Linked DNA regions of Mus musculus: regions 2, 3, 4, 5, 6 and 7 are each linked to region 1. Evidence: chromatin contacts called from public Hi-C, HiChIP or PLAC-seq and promoter capture Hi-C data. All regions are on one chromosome and are shown on one strand. Each heading gives the region's core, a stretch centred on a gene start, on an enhancer-like site or on the middle of the called end of the contact. The rest is flanking DNA. Distances are from core to core; before and after follow the strand shown. Region 1 holds the start of Arid5b (AT rich interactive domain 5B (MRF1-like)). Region 2 has its middle 4.3 kb from the start of Gm33263. Region 3 holds the start of Nrbf2 (nuclear receptor binding factor 2). Region 4 holds the start of Rhobtb1 (Rho-related BTB domain containing 1). Region 5 overlaps Rhobtb1 (Rho-related BTB domain containing 1). Region 6 has its middle 27 kb from the start of A930033H14Rik. Region 7 has its middle 10 kb from the start of Gm33130.

Evidence for each region. Hi-C and Micro-C count contacts between places; a contact is called where the count stands out from the background. HiChIP or PLAC-seq counts read pairs in DNA pulled down with a chosen protein or histone mark. Capture Hi-C pulls out chosen DNA fragments and counts their contacts.
Region 2: a contact with region 1 is called in a Hi-C map of cortical neurons, with 2.3 times the contacts expected there. The contact joins the enhancer-like site here to the promoter of Arid5b in region 1. A contact is called at or near these places in 4 of 39 promoter capture datasets (the 3T3-L1 cell line, hippocampal neurons and liver), 3 of 484 Hi-C or Micro-C datasets (cerebral cortex and cortical neurons), 5 of 115 datasets of contacts at active chromatin or transcription factors (embryonic forebrain, embryonic limb bud, forebrain and 2 more) and 1 of 9 other capture datasets (pancreatic islet).
Region 3: a contact with region 1 is called in a promoter capture Hi-C map of adipose tissue, with 3 times the contacts expected there. The contact joins the promoter of Nrbf2 here to the promoter of Arid5b in region 1. A contact is called at or near these places in 5 of 39 promoter capture datasets (the C10 cell line, the HPC-7 cell line, liver and 1 more), 2 of 484 Hi-C or Micro-C datasets (CD4 T cells and CD8 T cells), 5 of 115 datasets of contacts at active chromatin or transcription factors (T-cell acute lymphoblastic leukemia, bone marrow-derived macrophages, cardiomyocytes and 2 more) and 2 of 9 other capture datasets (adipose tissue and liver).
Region 4: a contact with region 1 is called in an H3K4me3 HiChIP or PLAC-seq map of forebrain, with 6 times the contacts expected there. The contact joins the promoter of Rhobtb1 here to the promoter of Arid5b in region 1. A contact is called at or near these places in 9 of 39 promoter capture datasets (the 3T3-L1 cell line, 3T3-L1-derived adipocytes, the C10 cell line and 4 more), 4 of 484 Hi-C or Micro-C datasets (bone marrow-derived macrophages and embryonic stem cells), 8 of 115 datasets of contacts at active chromatin or transcription factors (bone marrow-derived dendritic cells, cardiomyocytes, embryonic forebrain and 5 more) and 3 of 9 other capture datasets (adipose tissue, liver and pancreatic islet).
Region 5: an H3K4me3 HiChIP or PLAC-seq map of embryonic limb bud shows a contact between it and region 1, with 10 times the contacts expected there. The contact joins the enhancer-like site here to the promoter of Arid5b in region 1. A contact is called at or near these places in 5 of 39 promoter capture datasets (the 3T3-L1 cell line, the C10 cell line, liver and 1 more) and 3 of 115 datasets of contacts at active chromatin or transcription factors (bone marrow-derived macrophages, embryonic limb bud and large pre-B cells).
Region 6: a contact with region 1 is called in an H3K4me3 HiChIP or PLAC-seq map of bone marrow-derived macrophages, with 6 times the contacts expected there. The contact joins the enhancer-like site here to the promoter of Arid5b in region 1. A contact is called at or near these places in 5 of 39 promoter capture datasets (the 3T3-L1 cell line, 3T3-L1-derived adipocytes, hippocampal neurons and 1 more), 3 of 484 Hi-C or Micro-C datasets (myocytes, palatal mesenchyme and uterus), 7 of 115 datasets of contacts at active chromatin or transcription factors (bone marrow-derived macrophages, craniofacial prominence, embryonic limb bud and 4 more) and 1 of 9 other capture datasets (adipose tissue).
Region 7: a contact with region 1 is called in an H3K27ac HiChIP or PLAC-seq map of extraembryonic endoderm stem cells, with 4 times the contacts expected there. The contact joins the enhancer-like site here to the promoter of Arid5b in region 1. A contact is called at or near these places in 1 of 39 promoter capture datasets (hippocampal neurons), 6 of 484 Hi-C or Micro-C datasets (adipose-derived mesenchymal stem cells, cortical neurons, embryonic fibroblasts and 2 more) and 7 of 115 datasets of contacts at active chromatin or transcription factors (embryonic forebrain, embryonic limb bud, extraembryonic endoderm stem cells and 4 more).

What each region holds. Positions count from the first base shown.
Region 1 is chr10:68,277,462-68,280,161 of GRCm38.p6, reverse strand. It overlaps Arid5b (AT rich interactive domain 5B (MRF1-like)), which reads left to right and starts at 1,436. Exons shown (of 10, transcript NM_023598.2): 1 at 1,436-1,472; 2 at 1,978-2,232. The coding sequence starts at 1,452.
Region 2 is chr10:69,154,257-69,156,956 of GRCm38.p6, reverse strand. It overlaps a transcript of Rhobtb1 not described here. Among named protein-coding and RNA genes, the nearest start is that of Gm33263, 4.3 kb to the right of the region's middle. Within about 2 kb of position 1,361, at least 6 of the 459 cell types and tissues checked have an H3K27ac peak or open chromatin away from gene starts, as enhancers often do. A contact at or near this core is called in cortical neurons and pancreatic islet, where this site is marked.
Region 3 is chr10:67,283,812-67,286,593 of GRCm38.p6, reverse strand. Nrbf2 (nuclear receptor binding factor 2) reads left to right here and starts at 1,313. Exons shown (of 4, transcript NM_001036293.2): 1 at 1,313-1,497. The coding sequence starts at 1,468. It overlaps Gm46200 (a long non-coding RNA gene), which reads right to left and starts at 1,161. Exons shown (of 3, transcript XR_001779690.1): 1 at 1,074-1,161.
Region 4 is chr10:69,211,944-69,214,674 of GRCm38.p6, reverse strand. It overlaps Rhobtb1 (Rho-related BTB domain containing 1), which reads right to left and starts at 1,481. Exons shown (of 11, transcript NM_001252637.1): 1 at 1,300-1,481. A930033H14Rik (RIKEN cDNA A930033H14 gene) reads left to right here and starts at 1,577. Exons shown (of 2, transcript NM_001331193.1): 1 at 1,577-1,922; 2 at 2,291-2,731. The coding sequence starts at 1,670. The coding sequence ends at 2,349.
Region 5 is chr10:69,252,235-69,254,934 of GRCm38.p6, reverse strand. The region is part of intron 4 of Rhobtb1 (Rho-related BTB domain containing 1); the gene reads right to left. Among named protein-coding and RNA genes, the nearest start is that of Rhobtb1, 40 kb to the right of the region's middle. Within about 2 kb of position 1,339, at least 147 of the 459 cell types and tissues checked have an H3K27ac peak or open chromatin away from gene starts, as enhancers often do. A contact at or near this core is called in bone marrow-derived macrophages, embryonic limb bud and liver, where this site is marked.
Region 6 is chr10:69,184,677-69,187,376 of GRCm38.p6, reverse strand. It overlaps a transcript of Rhobtb1 not described here. Among named protein-coding and RNA genes, the nearest start is that of A930033H14Rik, 27 kb to the left of the region's middle. Within about 2 kb of position 1,311, at least 194 of the 459 cell types and tissues checked have an H3K27ac peak or open chromatin away from gene starts, as enhancers often do. A contact at or near this core is called in 3T3-L1-derived adipocytes, adipose tissue, bone marrow-derived macrophages and 8 more, where this site is marked.
Region 7 is chr10:69,098,982-69,101,681 of GRCm38.p6, reverse strand. No RefSeq gene overlaps it. Among named protein-coding and RNA genes, the nearest start is that of Gm33130, 10 kb to the right of the region's middle. Within about 2 kb of position 1,386, at least 7 of the 459 cell types and tissues checked have an H3K27ac peak or open chromatin away from gene starts, as enhancers often do. A contact at or near this core is called in extraembryonic endoderm stem cells, where this site is marked.

The DNA of each region.
Region 1 (2,700 bases), core at 187-2,686:
GGGGTGGAGGAAGCGAGTACACCATTTTACATCAATGCTGCGAAAATGCAAGCGAGCCAGGCGGAGGACCGGCAGCTGGGTCGCAGCGAGCGAGGGTTTTGCAGTCCCTGCCTGTTCCTTGTTCTGTGGCTCTTAAGTTTCTCTGTTTGCATAATAGCCGTGCATGCAAACCGCGCAATGCTCCAGGGCTCCAGAACAATAAATATACACATTTAAAACCTTTATTGTCTTACGTTGTGTTAACCACCCCCCACCTCCGTTTCCAACAGCTTAATTTCTGATGGTATTTAACTAGTTTGCAAATGGATTATTTTTTTCAGTTTCAAACTATTACCGAGAAAGCTCCCCCTCCCTTTTGGGAGGAGGGGGGCACGGGAAGGATTGGGGGTGGGGTAGAAGTCGGTATATTATTCCTGTAGCGCCGGGTTATATAAACACATTATCATTTGAGAGAGCCCTTGGCGTCCATCAGCATTGTAAACACGTACGAGTGTATATACTTCAAAATTAAAGAATGCACACGCAGAACCCAGAGCCCGAATTCATATTCCGAGCAGACTCGCGGCTCGCATGTATTGATTTATCATGCATGGTTTATTGTTCCTCTCCCTAAATGTAGTTGCTGTCCGTTCAATATTGTTGCAAAATCACGAGACGTGTGTGTACTGCTCACTTGTCTTTCTGCTCTTCTTCTTCCTTTTTTTCCCCCCTGCTGAGTATTTTTTTTTTGCGAAGCGAACAAATGCATTAATATTTATATGTTTATATAATCGATAACCCACTTTTCCCTTCCGTGTAAATAGGCATCAGAAGATAATTTAACAGATTAGTTCTCTCAAACATGGCAGTGAGGAAACGTAATTTAACTATCAAACAAATCTACATGTCTAATAACAGCAAATCTGCTAAGGAGCATTAGAAAGAGGAGCGGCGCCCCGGAATCTCTGCAGGAAATGTTCTTTATATTAGACATATACAAGCAGGTCCTGTCAGATGCACAACGCAGCTCGAGAGACTTGGTCTGCTCCAAAAATCTCAACCGACGTTACCCACAGACACGAGGAACTGAGAAGAGAAAGATACCCTCATTACTTGGTTTTAGGATGGGTTTCAATTTTTTTTTACATCTTCCTGTCTGCTTTTTGCCTTGATCCATTCTCTTCCCGCCGAGGTCGGACTTAGCCCTTCTCCCTATTTCGAATTTGATCAACCCATCTTTGGCAGCAAACCCACATCTTTTTTACAGGAGATGAAAATTGAGTCTTCGAGGAAATATTAGGATATATTTTCAATCATTTTGGTGCTGAGGGGGAGGCTAGAGCTTAGTTTTATATTGAGACATCACGCCGGCTGCAAGCAGAGAATGCTTTCCCCTGCCAGGACCTGATGCAATCCATTCAAGCCAACAAGTTTGGAGAGAATGTTGAGTTCAATCAATTCAGAACGTCGAGATGGAGCCCAACTCACTCCAGGTATTTCGCTCTCCTCCGCTCCTGCGGTCCCGGCGCCCCCCGGCACCCCCCAGCCCCCCAGCTCACCCACCCCCTCACACCCCCTCACACCCCCCACAAACTTTTTACCAAACTTTTACCCTCTGCATCCCCCCAAAATCATTTTTATTGTTTTTTTTAAAAATCCCTGCGCTGATCATACCTACATAATGTAATTTTATCGCCTCATATGGGGAACTGGGGAGGGGTGGTGGGGACCCGGAGGGCTTTTTTTTTCTTTTCTTTTCTTTCTTTCTTTCTTTTCTTTTCTTTTTCTTTCTTTCTTTTTTTTTTTTTAAGGGAGGCAGAAAATTAGTGGGTTTTGTAATATTTTTTCACCCAGCGTTCTATCTGTGGGCCGGTCTGTATTGAGAGTCTTGTGTGTTAATGTGCCTGGGAATAGATATTTGTGCTTGATGGCTACATTATTTACGTGGTGCTTTTTTTTTTCTCTCTCTCTCTCTCCCTCTCTCTCCCCCTCCTGCAGTGGGTCGGCTCACCGTGTGGCTTGCACGGACCTTATATTTTTTATAAGGCTTTTCAATTCCACCTTGAAGGCAAACCAAGAATCTTGTCCCTTGGCGACTTTTTCTTTGTAAGATGTACGCCAAAGGATCCGATTTGCATAGCGGAGCTCCAGCTGTTGTGGGAAGAAAGGACCAGCCGGCAACTTTTATCCAGCTCGAAACTTTATTTCCTCCCCGAAGACACTCCCCAGGGCAGAAATAGCGACCATGGCGAGGTGGTAAACCTATCTCTCCCTCTCTTCCTTCTTTATTATCTACCCCCCCCCTCCAGTAATGCGTATTATAAGGCAAGCTTGAAAATACTGTATTCAGTTCTGCGGTGAGCAGGATCCGCTCGTTTTTTAAAGGGGTAGCGCCACTAACTGGGGCTGGAGTATTTTACCATTGTCAGAGTTTGGCTGTCAGCTTTACAAAGACCGTCCAACTGCTGATTTTAGTCAAGATCAAATAACTTGTCAAGAAGGGTTTTGTTCCAGGGTGTGTGTGTGTGTGTGTGTGTGTGTGTGTGTGTGTGTGTGTGTGTTCGTTTAGCTACCTCTTCTTGAAGATTAATATCTCATGCTTTAATATACATATTTTAATGTACATATTTTTTGCTTTTTAATTTTTTTAATTTTTTTACTTCATGCCTGGCTCCTGGGCTGGGTAGCTTTCTTTTAGTGGGTTTTGATATTGTTCACGTT
Region 2 (2,700 bases), core at 112-2,611, 880 kb before region 1:
GCCTTAATAAGAGGCATTATGACACAGACCTATTTGAATCAGGCTTATGAAAAACAGGACTGGAAAAGTTGAAATGCCTGCTGCATACACTGCAAATAGATTTAATTAATGGAAACCCCAAGGACGGAACTTCTTTAAATAAGCAATTGCGTAGGGAATTAACAGTGTAAATAGGATCCTGACTTATTAGCGCAAGTTCCCCTTCCCCCCAGTCTGAGATGTAGGGGCAAACACTCACTCACCTACGCTTTAAGTTAGGTATGCACACATGGTGACACATGGTGACTATGGGGCCCTAGCACATTTAAAACCTTTTAATAACTTGTTCACAGACTGGGCTTATGTTTACCTTTGCTTTGCAAACGCTGTATTTATGGGCAGATAAGATATGGTGCTTTAAACATGTCTTTTCAGCCTTATGTACAATTTTTAGACACAGAATAAACCATTTTTTTTTTTCAGGGACCCTTTCCGAGCTCTTCCATACATCCAATCTATATGCTAATACCAGAATATTCTCATGGTTTGTTATTAAGGGTTCCCCTAAGGACTTCTACTTTGTAATGTTTTGTTGAAGTTACTCCGTGTAGTTAAAGGTAATAAAAGCCACATTTGTCTAAGAGTTATCTGTAATTCAGCCCTCACATACATTCAGGTATGCGTACTTCCCCAAGCCTGGAATAAATGAAATGCTTACAATATTCATAGCTACACACAGAAGGCATTTCTGTAAAATATGCATCAGAACATTAAATATAGAAATAAAAATAAAACATGTTGCGGACTGAAATTAACACATACGTTTGTGGGTAGGCAAGGCAGAGTCGGTCTGGGGAGAAGAAAAAAAACCTACCAACATTGCCCCTTTTCTCCAAAAGCTGATGTCTCCTGTTCACTCTGACCTTTGGCCTAGCCACTTGCAGAGTGATCATGCATTTTTTGAGTTGAAGACAGCTGTTGCTGGGGCCAAGACGGGTAGATACTCCAAGAGAGGCATCTGGGAAGAACAGGAGCGCTACCGAACAGCAATCTGTCCATTTCTAAATCGTCCTTGTATGTGGCCATGATGTTTCAAGGACCACATGTCAGTTTTGTGCACAAAACTCTACTTGTGTATAAAATATGCAGGGAAGACTCATGTTATTTTCATGATCCCAACTCCTATGTAGGTCAAGATGACTCAAATTGTAGATCAGAGGAAACATGTTCAACTACAATTTATAAAACCCATGATGTAATGTTTAAAAATGGAGTGTTCTTATTTCATTTTTTTTTTTTTTTGTGAAAATGCAAACACCCTTAACATGAGTCTGGTTGCTATTCATATGGTGTGCCATCTTTACGTAAAGCAATGTTTCTACATTTTTAAAATATATATATACTGTAGAATGCAGTGCTAATTTAGTCACACAAATTAGTACTTACCATGCAAAAGGGAAAAATAAGCTTCAACTCCATTTTCATTACTGAAGACAGCCTGGTGAAGGACGCGCGTCTAGATGCCTCTGTGTTGCAAAACCTAGGAAGGAGGTGGAAGCAGGAGACACATAGTGAAGAGAAGAAACTGCCGATACAATATTAGCTCCATACACTAGTGGTGATTCTCCATCAGGACAAGAACTGCTCAGCCAGGACATGCCATTTGGAAATCTCCCAAAGAATTAGTGTAAGAGGGGCAGAAAGTTACCCCTCTTTCAGGGGAGCAGGGGAAAAGGGCTGCCCTTGGAAGCAGGATGCTAGAGTGAACCCTCCTCTAGGGGTCTTTATTACTATTAGTATTATTATTATGTTTTAATCATTTAACCTGGACTGGCCTCAATTATTATTATTACTTTTAATTCATGTAGCCTGGGCTGGCCTCAACCCTTGATACATAGTTGAGGATGTCCTTGAATATCAGCTCCCATGCATCCATATCCCCAGTGCCAGGACTACAGGCAAGCATCAGCAACATGCCATGTTTTATACAGTTCAGGGGATGCAACTCAGGACTTTGTGCATGCTGGGCCAGTCTGTGCCAACTGAGTTCCATCCCTGCTCCCATGTCCTCTCAGTAGGATTGTTCTGAGGATCCAGGGAGGTGAGGAGTGGAGAGACGATCCGGTTAAAACAAGGGCCGTGGCACTGAGCTAAGATTGAACTAAACTGGCCTCCAGTCATCGGCCCTCCAGCCAAGCAGACACTGAATACTGGCAAAATATAACCACGTAAGGCAAGTGCCAGCTGCCACCAATCAGGTGGCTTTGGGTTGTCACTGTCTTTTCTCTGGTTATAACTTATCTATTTGGAAGGATGGAATCTTCTGGACATGTTTGTCTCAGAGTATTGTTGGGTCATAGGTCCTCATTTCATTCTCTTCCCCCCACCCCCACGTGTGTGTGTGTGTGTGTGTGTGTGTGTGTGTGTGTGTGTGTGTAGTGCTGGGGACAAGGATACATTAAACTGATAGACACAACTGATCTCAGCCTTTTTTTTTAATGAGGTACTTATTATGTTTGTACCCTGACACATTTTACCTTAAGGATTTGATATGGTTTCCAAAAATCAAGTTTATAAGATATGAGTAAAAATCAGAAAACAACATTGAAAATAAAAAAGAAAAAGAATGCACATGTACACATACATACATGCACACAGAGTGACATATACATGCACACACTCAAGTGCACACACATATACATGCACACACATACATACATG
Region 3 (2,782 bases), core at 64-2,563, 990 kb after region 1:
GTTTCATATTAAAAAAAAAAAATCACATCCCAGGGGGCTGGAGAGATGGCTCAGAGGTTAAGAGCACTGACTGCTCTTCCAGAGGTCCTTAGTTCAATTCCCAGCAACCACATGGTGGCTCACAACCATCTCTAATGGGATCTGATGCCCTCTTCTGGTCTGTCTGAAGACAGTGACTGTGTACTAAAATAAATTAAATAAATAAATCTTAAAAAAAAATCACACCCCAGGTGGGTTTCCTTTAACACCCAACCTGCGTCTCCACGTCCTCCAATATTACAAATTCTTAAAGGTACATTCATGTGGTTCTTTGAAGTTTTTTTCATTACAGAATTTGGTACTGTAAAACCTCCAGGTAAGGGGCTGGTGAGATGGCTCAGTGTGTAAGAGCACCCGACTGCTCTTCCAAAGGTCCGAAGTTCAAATCCCAGCAACCACATGGTGGCTCACAACCATCCGTAATGAGATCTGACGCCCTCTTCTGGAGTGTCTAAAGACAGCTACAGTGTACTTATATATAATAAAAATAAATAAATCTTTAAAAAAAAAAAAAAAAAAAAAAAACCTCCAGGTAAGCCCGGTTTCCTTCACACAATATGTTAGTTGTTCTCTCAGCTCCTCTCCATCTCCCTTTCTCCATAAACCATATCTACTTGCCAGTGGGTGCGGAAACAGAAAGACCTTAGCACAGTGATTTAGTACATAGTTGTTGAAGAACGGTTATACTTGGTGGCTTATAATCCTTCTTGCTTTAGAATTAGTTTGTGACCCTGGGGTCACTTATCTCTGTCAAATCCTCTCGGTGGAGTGGAGGTATGGTGGCACCTGCTCATATGCTCGACACAAGACTGCCACATGTACAAGATCTGGGCCACAGACTCTCTGCCAAAAGGCAAAAAATATGGAAACCTCCTGTAAGGCGGATCTAGTGCAGGGTGTTAACTTGGCTCAAATTTGCTTTTTAAAAAAAAGTCAACGGAGATAGAACAGAAACGGAGAAGGAGGGGTGAGGTACAAGGAGAGGACCTGAGAAAGCCTACGGGAAGGAAGAAAGGTCAAGCGTGCAGAGTGACCTTATTAACCAACTAGCCAGACCCGGCTCATCACGTGACAGCCGCCGCCGAAGTCTAGCAGAGCTCCCTCTCGCGAGGAGAGGGGCGGTTTTTGTCACTTAGCTGCTGCCCCGCCCCTAGCCCCGCCCACCCCATGCTCTCACCCCAGCCGCGCCCCCTGCCTCGCGCCGGCGCGTGGCGACGTCACGCCGCCGCGCGCAGCGACGCCGGGACGGCCCCCCGCGACGCGACGTCGGAGGCGGAAGTGGCGCGGCTGTCGCTCTTGGGCTCTCACTGCCGGCTCCGGGTTCTGCGAGGAGCCTCCTGCCAGCCGCCGCGTCTCCCTGCCCTCGCTGCCCCTCCATGTGCCCGGGCGCCGCCGCTCCGCCTCGGGCCGCTGCTCACCCCGGGGTTTATGGAAGTGATGGAAGGACCCCTCAACCTTGTGAGTGGTCGCGGGCTGAGTCGGGGACCGGTAGGCTGCGGGGAAACGCGGGCTGAGGGGGTCAAGCGGCACTGAAGGGGGAGCCGCGAGCTCATGGAGGGGACCCTGATCCCCGGGGCTCAGGCCTCTCCCTCGGGGCCCGTGGCATCTGCCCTGCTGGGACCGCGTCCCAGCGCCACGTAGCCGCCGCCTGCAGGCCGCGGGCAGAGTCGGGGTGTCGGGGCCGCGCCTCGCACACCGCACCCCCTCTTCCCTGCTGCCCTCGCAGCTGGGCTAGCGAAGGCCCCTCTGAAACAGCTGGATCGGAACCCCAGTCCACGCCCCGCAGCCCGGTGCCTTTGCTTTAAGGCTCACGAAAGTACCAGACGTGTTTGCCTTTCTCAGAAACACATACAGAGAGACACACAGGGGGCCGGGTCATTATTGTTTGGGGCAAAAAGGAACACACACACACACACCGCCCCAAACAACCCCACAAAACCCCAAACCTCCCACAGTTCTGTTCTAAGTGTGATCACAGGACATCTTCGGGTTTCCTGGGAAAAGGTTCATGAAATTCAGATGCAGACGTCTGGTTCCTTAGTGTTGCGGAGTAAAACTTTGCAAGTCCCAAGTCTGTAGGTGGTTTGCGATGATGCGGAGGGATTGAGAGCAGGACCGGGAAAGATTGATTGCTTCCTTTGGAACTCTGCCCTCCCTCCCGGCTTGGAAGAGCCTGGTCCGTGCTGTGCAGAGAAGCCAGAGTCTGTGGTTTCAGACTATGGATTTCTGGAGCCAAACTCCTGGATTTGAACTCGGGCTTAGTCACCTAATAGCCTCAAGAGACCTTGAACAAAAATTTTCACTTCATTGTTTTTTTTTGTTTTTGTTTTAACCCTCGTTCGTTGTGAGGATTAAAGGACTGAATAGATAAGAGACACGTAGAACTGTACGTTATGGATGGAACATTGGAAGAGTTAGTTGCTCCAGTGAGACCGTAGCCCCTGTCACTTAATGAGATTTGGGAGTGTTGAGCGTCAACGCTGGAGAGTGAACACCTAAAGCTATGGTTCCATCCCTGGCGCCAGGTTTGCAGCTCCGAGAAATCTACCCAAGAGTTACTAATTTAGACCCTGCGTCCGTTTCTAAGTGGATTACACTTCAGGCTAATGAGGCTACACTGGTGAGTTTTGGGGAGCTAGGGAAATAACCTCGCGCCTCTCTTGTTTGTAAGAGAATTTGTGTGGCCAACTATAGTTTGTAGTGAAGTATGGGTGGCTCACCAGGGAAACTCCACAGGAATATT
Region 4 (2,731 bases), core at 232-2,731, 930 kb before region 1:
GAGTCTCATCAAGAATCTTGTTTAATATGATAATTGACTGCTTGCTTCCCCTGTGGGGACAACACTCAGATGTTACTGACAGTCCAAAGATTGAGTTTGTCTAATGGGAACCACTGGTTCTCATAGGCGTCCCAAAGATCACTGAAGATGAAATAATACACTGAGTCTCAAAAGAGTGTTTAAAAGTGAACTTATGAGCCTGTTGGTGGCTTATTATCTGCCCTTGGCCAAGCTGAATGCCTCTGGAAGCATGGCATGGTTTGGAGTCTCTTGTATGTTTTTATGGCAGGTAGCACAACCTACAGAGAACCTCATGCTGAAACCCCAGGCTGAGTATTCAGTAGTTTCCCCAAAAGCACAGACCAGGGAGATTCAGTCAGGATGTCTCCTCTGCTTGCTACTATCTAGCGTTTCCCAGCTTTCTGTAACTTATCAAGCTTAATGCATGCCTCCACCCCCAATGCCCCAGCATATGTGTACAGGCAGTCCCAAAGGCGCAGCTCTTGTGCTGACGTGCAAAGCCAACTCAGAACCCTGTGCTTGGCTCTCCCTCCTAACTTTTCTGGCTTGTCTGAGTCTAAATATTGACTTTGCTCCTCCGTTGAGTAGTTTGATATGGGATGGAAACCCCACGGCCAACAGTGGAATCAAATGTTATATATACATTTTTTACACAGTCTTGCCTTCCTTCCACTTTTTTGGGGGTGGGTGTGAGTGTGGATCTCTTCTGTGTCTCTCCCCCTACCCCCTGGCTGTGAACCTAGCTGAACACTTAAGTTGAGGTGTGTGCAAGCCCCTCACAAGGCAGCGTGTATTGTTGGCACAGCAACTCACAACAGACTCCCTAGACACAGGGCTAGGGGGGAGGGGAGGGAGAGGGGCGTCATCGTGCATCCAAAGACACTGCTTGGGGCAGGGCAAACACCCAAGGGCTCAGAGCACCCTGCTTCTCGCGTCCCAAGTTCCCCACCAGAGTCCTTCGAGGAAAAGGCGCCTTTCCCCGGGGGCGCGGCAGCACCCGGCCCTGGTGCAACCGGACTGCTAAGGTGCCTGTTGTACGTGTTGTCTGCCGCTACAAGTTAGGGGTGCGGCCGGGGCGGGTGCTCTTCCACATCTCTTCAGCTCACTCCTCTGGGAGGGGACTGTCCCCCCGCATCCCTTCAGCTCACTCTCGCAAACGTTGCTGGGGGAGGGTGGGAACATGGGCCGGGGTCCCCACCTGCCACCCGCGAGGCAATCGGGAGCTGGTGAGGGTGCTCCGCTGCTCACTGGGACACTCAGCACGACACAGCCACCTACCCTGCAGCCGAGCGAGACCTGGCTCCCTCCGCCGCTCAGCAGCGGCCCCCGCCGCGCGCGCTCGCGGGGACGCCGGGACCCTGCGCACCGCGCGCCACCCGCCCGGCGTGGCACAAAGGCAGCATGGCCCAGCCGCACCCGGCCGCGTCCGCGTCCCGGCGCAGGCCACGGGACTCGTCCCCAGGTCGCTGTCGCCGCCAGCCCTGCCCTCCTCCCGCCCCCTTTCCTGGCCAGGCGGGGCACCGGGCGGAACCCTGCGCCCGGGCACGGAGCGAGCAAAGCGGTGGCGGCCTCCGATCGCTCTCTCTCTCTCCACCGTGACGTGAGCAGCCTTGGCGGCTATTTATAACCACACGATTGGATTTCATTCATGAAACCAGGGCCTGGTGTGTCTGAGCTGTGGGACGCGAGGTGGCGAAGGTGCTGCGGCTGCACGCACACCGGAGGGGCCTGGGCTCCAGGGCCGGGATCAGCGTGCGTCCCGCTACCCCGGGGACCCGGCCTTAAGCCAAGCGGAGATCAGAGCAGGGCAGGGTGTGTGCGAGCTGTCCCCGCGCCCCCTCCCCGCAGCATCCCACCCACTCCCGAACATCCGCTGGCCCTCAGTCCTGGGCTCAGGAAAAGTAAGTTGGGCCACTAACCGGCTGGGCAGCATAGCTTTCTTCCCCCTAGGAACTGACCGGCCGCGGACTCCGAGGGAGGACATTGGCTTTTGTTTCAAAACCGAGCCCAGCTGCTGACTAAGCGCTGCGCTGGCCCAGCCTCCTCCCCTGGGCGCTGCACGTGCGGGCTGGCTCTCCCCCTCCTGGTCACCTTCCCCTGCACCGGGCTCAAGGGGTCCCGGCAGGGGGCGGGGGGGGGGGACGCCCAGCTTTTCCCCCCACCCGGTCCTCCCCACCCCCACCTCCCACCCCGAAATCAGCTGTTTTAGAGAGGCTGGGGGGCGGGGGGGGGGAGCTGAAACTGATTTCGGCCTCTTCTGGGTCTGCAGGAAATCTTGGAAGGGAAAACCAGTTTCGGGGACACTGTGGACTTTCAAGCCGATTGTGAGTTCTGGGGGCAGAGTTCTGGTTACTTTTCACGGATCCGCAGAAGAACTGCCTAGGTGCCTAGGGGTGTCTGGCATCACGCGATGCTCTAAGGAGGTGACAGGGAACTGCAACTAACTTGGCTCCTGTCCGCAGGGAACTTTCAGTCCGCCTTCTCAACTGCCTGTTAGACTGGGCTGTGTAATCCGCTCACTCTAGTCCTGCAACGAGACGAGACAGCTGGCGGATTAGGATGTGAATGCCTTCAACTAGGGATGTGCTACGTTTATAAAACCCTTCTAAAGGCTGACATGGAGCACACAAAAAATGGCCACGCTACATCCTTGGCCTCCATCAGTTCTTAGCTAAGGCCTTGCCAGCATCTCGAAAGGGTGGGAAAGATA
Region 5 (2,700 bases), core at 90-2,589, 970 kb before region 1:
ACACCACACACACACCATAAAGCTTTCACAGTTGGCTGCTTAGGGATGCATACAAAGAGTCAGATTATCTGCTGTGGGTTAAGGGGACTTCATGAAGCCCTGGAGCATCCCAGCTGGAGAGACGGGAGAATGCTGGTTTTCATTGTCCACACAGACAGTGAGAGACATATGAGACCAGGAGGAGGTGGCCAGAGAGTCTGCCACCTAGCCACGCTGTCAGCCACGAATGAGGAGGGAGTGGCGGGATGTGGGCTTTGCAGTTCGCCAGACCAGGAAGGAAAACTCAGCTCAGCTCCGTCGCAGCTGCCTGACCTTGGCCCTTCCTGTAGCTGCTTCCTCAACTGTGAAATGAGCTTACTTTGCAGGGTCACCACGACAACAAGGCTGCTGGATAGGATATGAAGGACTCTGGGCAGCAGCTCAGGCATCCAGGGCTGCTCAGCTTATGTTGGAGCTGCTGCCAACACCTTTAGCATCACAGGATTTTAGCATCACCTGACCCTGGGGCAGATGAGCCAAGGAAACAGTGACATCTGCAGTTACTTACATGAGCTTGGCTTGGAGGAGAGGGATGGAGCGTCCCATGTGCCTTCCTAAAGGCACAACTCATCCCATTTGCTGTCCTTTTTCAGATGCCCAGTATCAAAGTGTGACCTATCATTCTCAGAGATGAGTGATATCCCTTTAAGAGGCTCTTTGTTGCCAAGAAAAGAACGGCTGGTGACAGTCATGGTTACTATGTATGGTTTTGTTCCTGACATTTGAAAAGATCCAGAGAAGAACTTTAAAAGTTCATCCAAAAGTGGATGGTGCTTGGGAGGTGGGAGGAAGACCCCACCAGCTGTTGTGCTGGGACGGGTGGCTTGCCTTCCTGAGGGCAAAGGAGCCAGAAGGTAAACTGTGGGCAATAATTCCAGTCAACAATTGCACAAATACGGAAGAACAGGCAAGTACTTTGCTCTCCAAGGTGGGGTGCATCCTGTTTAAAGTGAGATGGAGATGCCTTGGTGTAGGAGAAGCAATGGGAGCCCCCGGAGTCCTGGAGAGCTGCAGGCGAGACTGCCCCTTGAGACACAGGACTGGGAGTGGAGGCAGTTCCTCACCAGTGGCGTGGAGACCCCCTGCCTCTTAGGGCTCCCCAGGCAGATGGGTTATCTGATGTTGGCTGAGATGCCATGTTGTCTGAGATCTAGGAAGACCTTTGATACACTGGAGCTATCTTTTCTAGTTGGCAAAATAGGGGGTGGGTATAGGGTTAAATAGTAAGCCACAGAGAGCAGTGGCCTTCTGTGTACAGTTAAACCAAGTTAGAAAGTTTTCAAATTCCAGTTGGCCAGCTGCCTGTCCCTGATTCCTCCTAGTCCTGCTGGATTGTTCTAGAAACCAGACCCTTCTGTGCAGGGAGTACTGGAGGAGTAACATGTGAGCTTCCTTTGTGTTGAGAAGCAGAGAAAGCCAGGACTGAGGTCTCCTGAGGCATCCTGACATGAGTCTGGTTTCTCTCACTGTCTCCCTGGGAATGCAATTAATTATTTTAACAAGGCTCCAAATGCCTTGGCATGCAGGCAGAGTGAGTGCCTCAAAGTTTACGGCGGGTTGCTTATCCTGTTGAACTGTGGCTCACACCAAGTACAGTTAAAACATAAGTACAAGCAAAACCAAAACAAACCAAACAAAACAAACGGGTTTAGGGACGGAGACATGCATGGCTCAGTGCACAGGAACACTTCTTATTCATACAGAGGACCTGAGTCTGGTGCTCTGCTCACAACAATCTGGAACTCCTGTTCTAGTGGATCCAACATCGTCTTCTGATTTCTGAGTGCTTCTGTGCACACACACACACACACACATACACACACACACACACACACACACACACACACACACACACACACACACACACACATATGCATGCACGCACACACCCACCAAAGTAGGTTTCTATACCAAAGTAATTAGCTGAAGCTGCAATTATGCTTTCTCTTCCTCAAATAAAACAAAAAAGGGAAGCCACTGTGAAGTTAAACAGCTCTCTTATATAGCACGAAAGAGAATTGGCCGAAGCTCTCTACAGAATAGAGAGCATCAAAATGTGCTACCAAATTTTCCCCACAAAGTGTAGCCTTCTGGGCACCGAATCAATATGGCGTCGCATAGTAAGCATTTCTAGAAGACGCTGGTGGCAGAGATGGGGTAGGGGTAGGTTTCTAGGTTTTTAAGTCTCTCCTGAAGTGAGTAGGGTCTGTGGCAGCAGGCCAGGAGGCTGTAGGCATGGGTAGTGACTGAGGAAGTACAAGGTAAAATCAGGCAGGCAGCAGGAGGGCCCCTTTAGGGAACCAAGGGCCCAAGTAGGTGTGCTTCTTGTTTCTGTTTCAGTGATAACAGGGTGCAGGTGACAGAATCTATGACGGGTGCTCAGAGCAATGGACCCCAAGCCGGTTGAGGCCCAGGAAAAGAACAGCTTGTTTTGTTGGGAGTGAGAGGACAGGCAACCCTAGCTAGGGGGGTGAGGGTGGGGCAGGGCAAGGCCCACTGTACACTTGTGAGGTTGTGGGGCAGTCAAAGTCTCACAAGAGCAAAACACCTATAGCTGCTGCTTAGCTGGCCACGTCACACCGTGTTGTCTCAAACACAAACGTGCGTCAGAAGCAGTCGGCTGATCTACTCGGATACCTCGCTGAGCTCATCCGGTGCCTC
Region 6 (2,700 bases), core at 62-2,561, 910 kb before region 1:
GCAGAAACGAAATATTTAAAGAACAGTGTTAAGACCTCAGCATCTGAAAATTGTACACTCAGGTTCTCGCCTTCATCTTTCTGGGATGCACCCTGTGCTGGTTTGCCACCACCACAACAGGAAGCCCTGTGCACTACCAGAATTGGATGCTGTTCGGAGCTGTGTCTCCCCAGATTGCCATGCTTTACATCGTAAAAGGAACATTTTAAAATTAACGTTGCCACTTACAATCTCCAAATCGAATAGCCATCCTCCGTATATCAAGTCAGTCTGCTACCCTTTCTAGACTAAGCCACCTACCCTTATTTCTTTGTCCTATTCCTTACTAAATCTACCATCAAACCAATTCTTCCATACGTAGTAACCTCAGAGTGAGAACAAGCATGGATAGAGACTTGGCAATGCCTGGAATAGTTTTGATTTCTCCATAAAGGGCAGAAGCTTTGACTTCTTGCTTTCAAGCATCTATATTCTCTACACGCCCACAGGCACAGGGTCACCTGAACCAGTGGCTCTCAGCCTTCGAATGCTGCGTGACCCTTCAATACAGTGCCTCATTTTGTGGTGACCTCCAACCATGAAATTATTTTCATTGCTACTTTGTAACTGTAATTTTGTTGCTGCTGTGGAATGTACCATAAATATCTGGGGTTTCTGATGGTCCTAGGCAACCTCAGTGAGAGGGTGGGAGACCCACAGGTTGAGAAGCACCGGCCTAGGCTATGTGTGTACAGGTCATATATAGAAAGACAAAATGTAAACCTCATATAATTCCATCCCAAACGTTGTGAAATGAACTCTTATTTTGTTTTCTCAGGTTTAGTGGGTTTTCTAGATAGACACAACGGGATAGAAATGATCACACCACTGACAACTTGAAGGAAGCAGTTGCAGGACCTAAGCAGTGGACAGACTGGCGCCAAAGGGTTAGATCCTGGCCTGTGTTTTGGGCCACTGCTGCCCTCTAGGGGACATGTGTGAAATGAGTCAAGTTTCTAGAAAAAAAAAAAAAAAAAAATCAAGACCGAAAATCATTCTATCCCGTCAGCTTTTATGAAAGAAGACAACTAAAAACTCATCAAAACAGGTTCGTGGATTATCTATACGAATGACACAGAAAACAATCCCACAATCCCTCCAGACACGCGCTTTCCCGGGCCATCTGACTGAGACTCACTCTTTGAGAGAAATGCCTTTTTTTTTTTTTTTTTTTTTTTTTTTTTTTTTTTTGTCAAGCCTGGTTCTCCGCAGTATTTTGAGCCTGTTATTTCTTGTCCTGCCAGGGAGCAGCTGCGGACTATGACTAATGTGTTACTCACTGTTTATACGTTCAGCTCTTAGCTTCCAGGGCCCCAGAAACCAGAAACTCCGGCTCCTTCCCTTTTTATGAAGTCAGTTCGTTCCGAGGAAAATATGCAAACATTTCACCAGTTGCCAAATTGATACTTATTTCTGGGCAAGGAGCGTCACTAATTTCACGCATAGGGAAAACATTAACTCATGGTGTTTTTTTTTTTTTTTTTTTAAACACTTGGAAAACTAGGGATACTATCTGCTCTTTTCTTCCTAGATTTCTTAATAATAATTAAAACTTCTATGTGTATGAGTATTTTGTCTCTATACAGCACTTCTATGCCTGGTGTCCCAGAGGACAGAAGAGGGCACTGGATCCCCTGGAACTGGAGTCATGGTTTGTGACCCACCATGTGGGTGCTGGAAACAGAAACCACGGGGCTTTCTGAGGGATCAAAAGGTGCTCTTCAGGCTAAGCTGCTTCTCCAGCCCCCCCTCCCCCAAATCTTGGCCTTAGCGGAGAGTTTAAATGACTCACAGAACTCAAACTTCCCTGTTTGGGGGATAATTTCATGACTTCAGGAAAAGCAGGCTTGTTTCAGTACATCTATCGCCCATCCATTAAGCATTTGCTGAGCTTGTCGTTGCTCAGCAAACACCATGTCAAGGGTGCCAAGCATGTAGGAGAACCCGAGCATACAGGAGAAAGAAGGTACCATTTAGGAAGCCTGGATCTTTGGTCTTTAAGTTGATTTGAAAGTAATAAACGGATTCAACAGAAACCACACTTTTTTTGAACCTTTGTGTTTTTCACAACACAACATTCAATGCTCTTTCGTAATGGCAGGCATCGGCAGTGTGGAGGCCAGTCAGTAGTGGGTAATGGCAGTCAAGCACTATGCTGCACAGTACCGAGTGGGTGTGGTGGTTTGAATATGCTTGGCCCATGGGAAGTGGCACTATGAGGAGGTGTGGCCTGGCTGGTGGAAGTACATCACTGTGTAGGTGGGCTTTGAGGTCTCCTAGCCTTCATGCTCCACTCAGTGCAGAAGAGACCCTACTCCTGGCTGCCTACAAAAGAATCCAGGGCTGCCTGCTGATCAGATAGAGATGTAGAACTCCCGGCTCCCCCAGCACCATGTCTACCTGGATGCTGCCATGCTTCCACAGTGATGATAATGGGCTGAACCTCTAAAACCATAAGCCAGCCCCAGTTAAATATTTGCCTTTGTAAGGGCTGCCTTGATCATATGTCTCTTAACCGCAATAAAACCCAAACTAAGACCGTTGGGAAGCCGTGAGATTCAAGTGTGTTCGCATGCATGTGTGCTGATGGAGGCCCTGGATTATTATGGGGTGTCTTCTGCCATGGCTCTCCACCTTGTTTTTTGAGACAGGGTTTCTCAC
Region 7 (2,700 bases), core at 137-2,636, 820 kb before region 1:
GTGACTGGACTGTGAGCCTGGTGCTCACGCATACAGATTCAGCTGTAGACAGGAAGTGTTAATGGGCCAAGAACAGGTAAAACGTCAACCTCTGCTCTCCTCAGTGCTTCAGAGTAAATCTTGCTTCCCGTCCTCAGTCACATGGAGTCAATCCTGAGGATGTCAGAACGCAGCTGTGTTTCAGAAGAAAAGGTCTTGGAAGGTGCTAGAAGTTTACAGTGATACCCTCAGAGCTGGACCATCATATCATGGGACAGGTGTCTTTGGAAGGAGAGAGAGGGGTATAAAACGAGACATCAGGGGGGTGTGGATATAAAATTATATATAGCCCTATGAAGAGGCAGAGAGATAAAGCTCTGAGCAGGCTGAAGTGAGCCCCAGGGGAGACTGAAGGCCCCTGAGAAATTGGTCATCTCTTTGCAACGAAGTGGGAAAGCATACACAGGTGGTCCTGGCTGCCCACTGTGAGCTGTTTTGGATGCGTGGGTGAGGTGCACAGTTCTTCTGGCATCTCCAGGTTGAAAGAGTCAGTGGTAAACTGATTAGACCTTAATAGATGCTTCTGTTTGGACTAACTGAAATCTTTTCCCGTGAAGACTTCTTCCTGATTAGGAAACTTGAATTTTGAACCCTTTCCCGGTGTCCCCAACAGACTTCTTTACTCCTTTAGATGGCTGTGTAAGACCTTCATATAGAATAACTGTGCGCGACAGCGGCCTTGCAGACAGCAAGACTGGTCTTGTTAGAACCTAGTGGGGAAACCCCCACTTAACTCCCGATTTGGCGTGCACCCAAGAATCACGAACAGACGACCATCTTGATGTAAATACATGAGGACGTTTAATTACGGAGCTCCGGACTGACATGTATCCCACACAGGAGATAACGGATGTCGGCCACGAGGCTCGAAAGCTAGGGGTTTTTATGGGGTAAGGGGCTTAGGGTTGTGGAATTCAGCATAGCGACACACTATTGGCTTATTTAAACATTAACAGAAAGATTACATGTCAGCAAAAGAGCATCAGGACTTTGTTCCTGTGGGCTGGGGGCTTATCTTTGCTCACATAGCAACCAGTTGATGTATGACTTTACCCGGCATCAAGGGGCAGTAGACAGAGGGGAGGTTCTGGCCAGGTGGTGTTGACCCAGACAAGATAGCCCTGTTATGTCCTCACATTCCTTTTTATCTTAAAGGTTAAGCTGTTCCCAGGAATGTTTTAACTACGGGGCATACCCAGGTTTGTTTTTCTTTTTTCTCAGCCCCAGGCAGCCTCTAGCTCACAAACAACCAGCAATTTCTGAGTACTTTATATGACTTACAGGTCTTGAAATTTCATCTTTCTTTCAGTCTCAGTAAAGATCTGGAGAAGAAAGCAAAACCACAAACTCAGGGGCTGGAGAGATTGACAGGGGCTAAGGGCACTCGCTGGCTGTTCTTTCAGAGGACCTAAGTTAGGCACCCAGCGCGCCAGCTTTAGTTATAACTTCCAGTATCTCTTGCTCCAGGAATCTGATGCCCCTCCCCTGTTTTTTACCTTCTTCATAGTCTTTGCACTCAGAAGTGCATAGGTCCATGTGCTCTCTCCCTCCCCCCCCACCTGCCTCCAACACCAACAACCTGAAAAGCAAAGTGTCTGCCCTTATTTCAGAAAATATATATATATATATATTTTTAATTTTGCAATTCGGACAGATTTCCTACAGCGGGATAGGATCTGTGCTGGCTTCAACAGAAGATGCGTTAACACAGAGTGGGACTTTAAATTGTTTGCATGACAAAGGCTGTAAATTATGCGAGGTGACTCAAATTATTCATGAGAGAGGAGCTCTTGATTTATGCAGCAGCTTTGTGTAAACTTCATTTGGGGCGGCGGGTGGTGGTGGGGTGGGATAAAAAGGTAAATCATTTTTCTATCCACTTGAATCTGAGGAATCTTTATCGAATCTGAGAAACTTTTTATCTTAAGTCATCCCTCATCTCAGCAAGCGGGTTTTTTGTTTTGTTTGTTTGTTTGTTTGGTGGCCTCAGTGCAAACCTTTACGCGAAGCAAAGCTCTTTCCAGAATCTGCGTGGGTGGACACGCATTCCTTAAACAGAGGTACCATGGGCCAACAGCTCTGTGCTAGGCGTGGGGATTCAAGGAACTGGCCTCTCTGTCTTCACGGGCGGTCTGTCTTTGGTAGTGTTTGGAGAGGTCCCGTGTTCAAAGAGGCAAACCAGTCCTGGTCTGCAAATGCTTTGCAACATGAAAATACAGGATATTCTTACAAAATGGAGTTACAGGACTTCATGATAAGTAAAACCAGGTCTCCCTTAAGGTAGATTTTTATCAGCAAGCCAGTAAAAATGATTAATAGAACTGGTTTGTTGTCTCAGTCCATTTTCTATAGGTAGTAGCATTTCTACGTATTCACACCCACTACAAACCATACCGAGGAGAACTATGACGGAGAGTACCCACTTCCGTAGGTCCATTTATTAAGTCCCTAACATGCTCACTGCATTGTATGAGGTTTTTGTAAGAGCTGTAAGTCATGCCAAGGTAACGCTAAGCAGTCACAATATTCTAGAAGCAAATGGCTGTCAGCCTTGTGGTGCAGAGACAGGCAAGGCTAAACCTAAAGGAGGAGGGTCATAATGGACAGTTGCCATGGACAGTAAATAGCTCTATTAAGTCCTATGTATTATCGTGTAGGAAA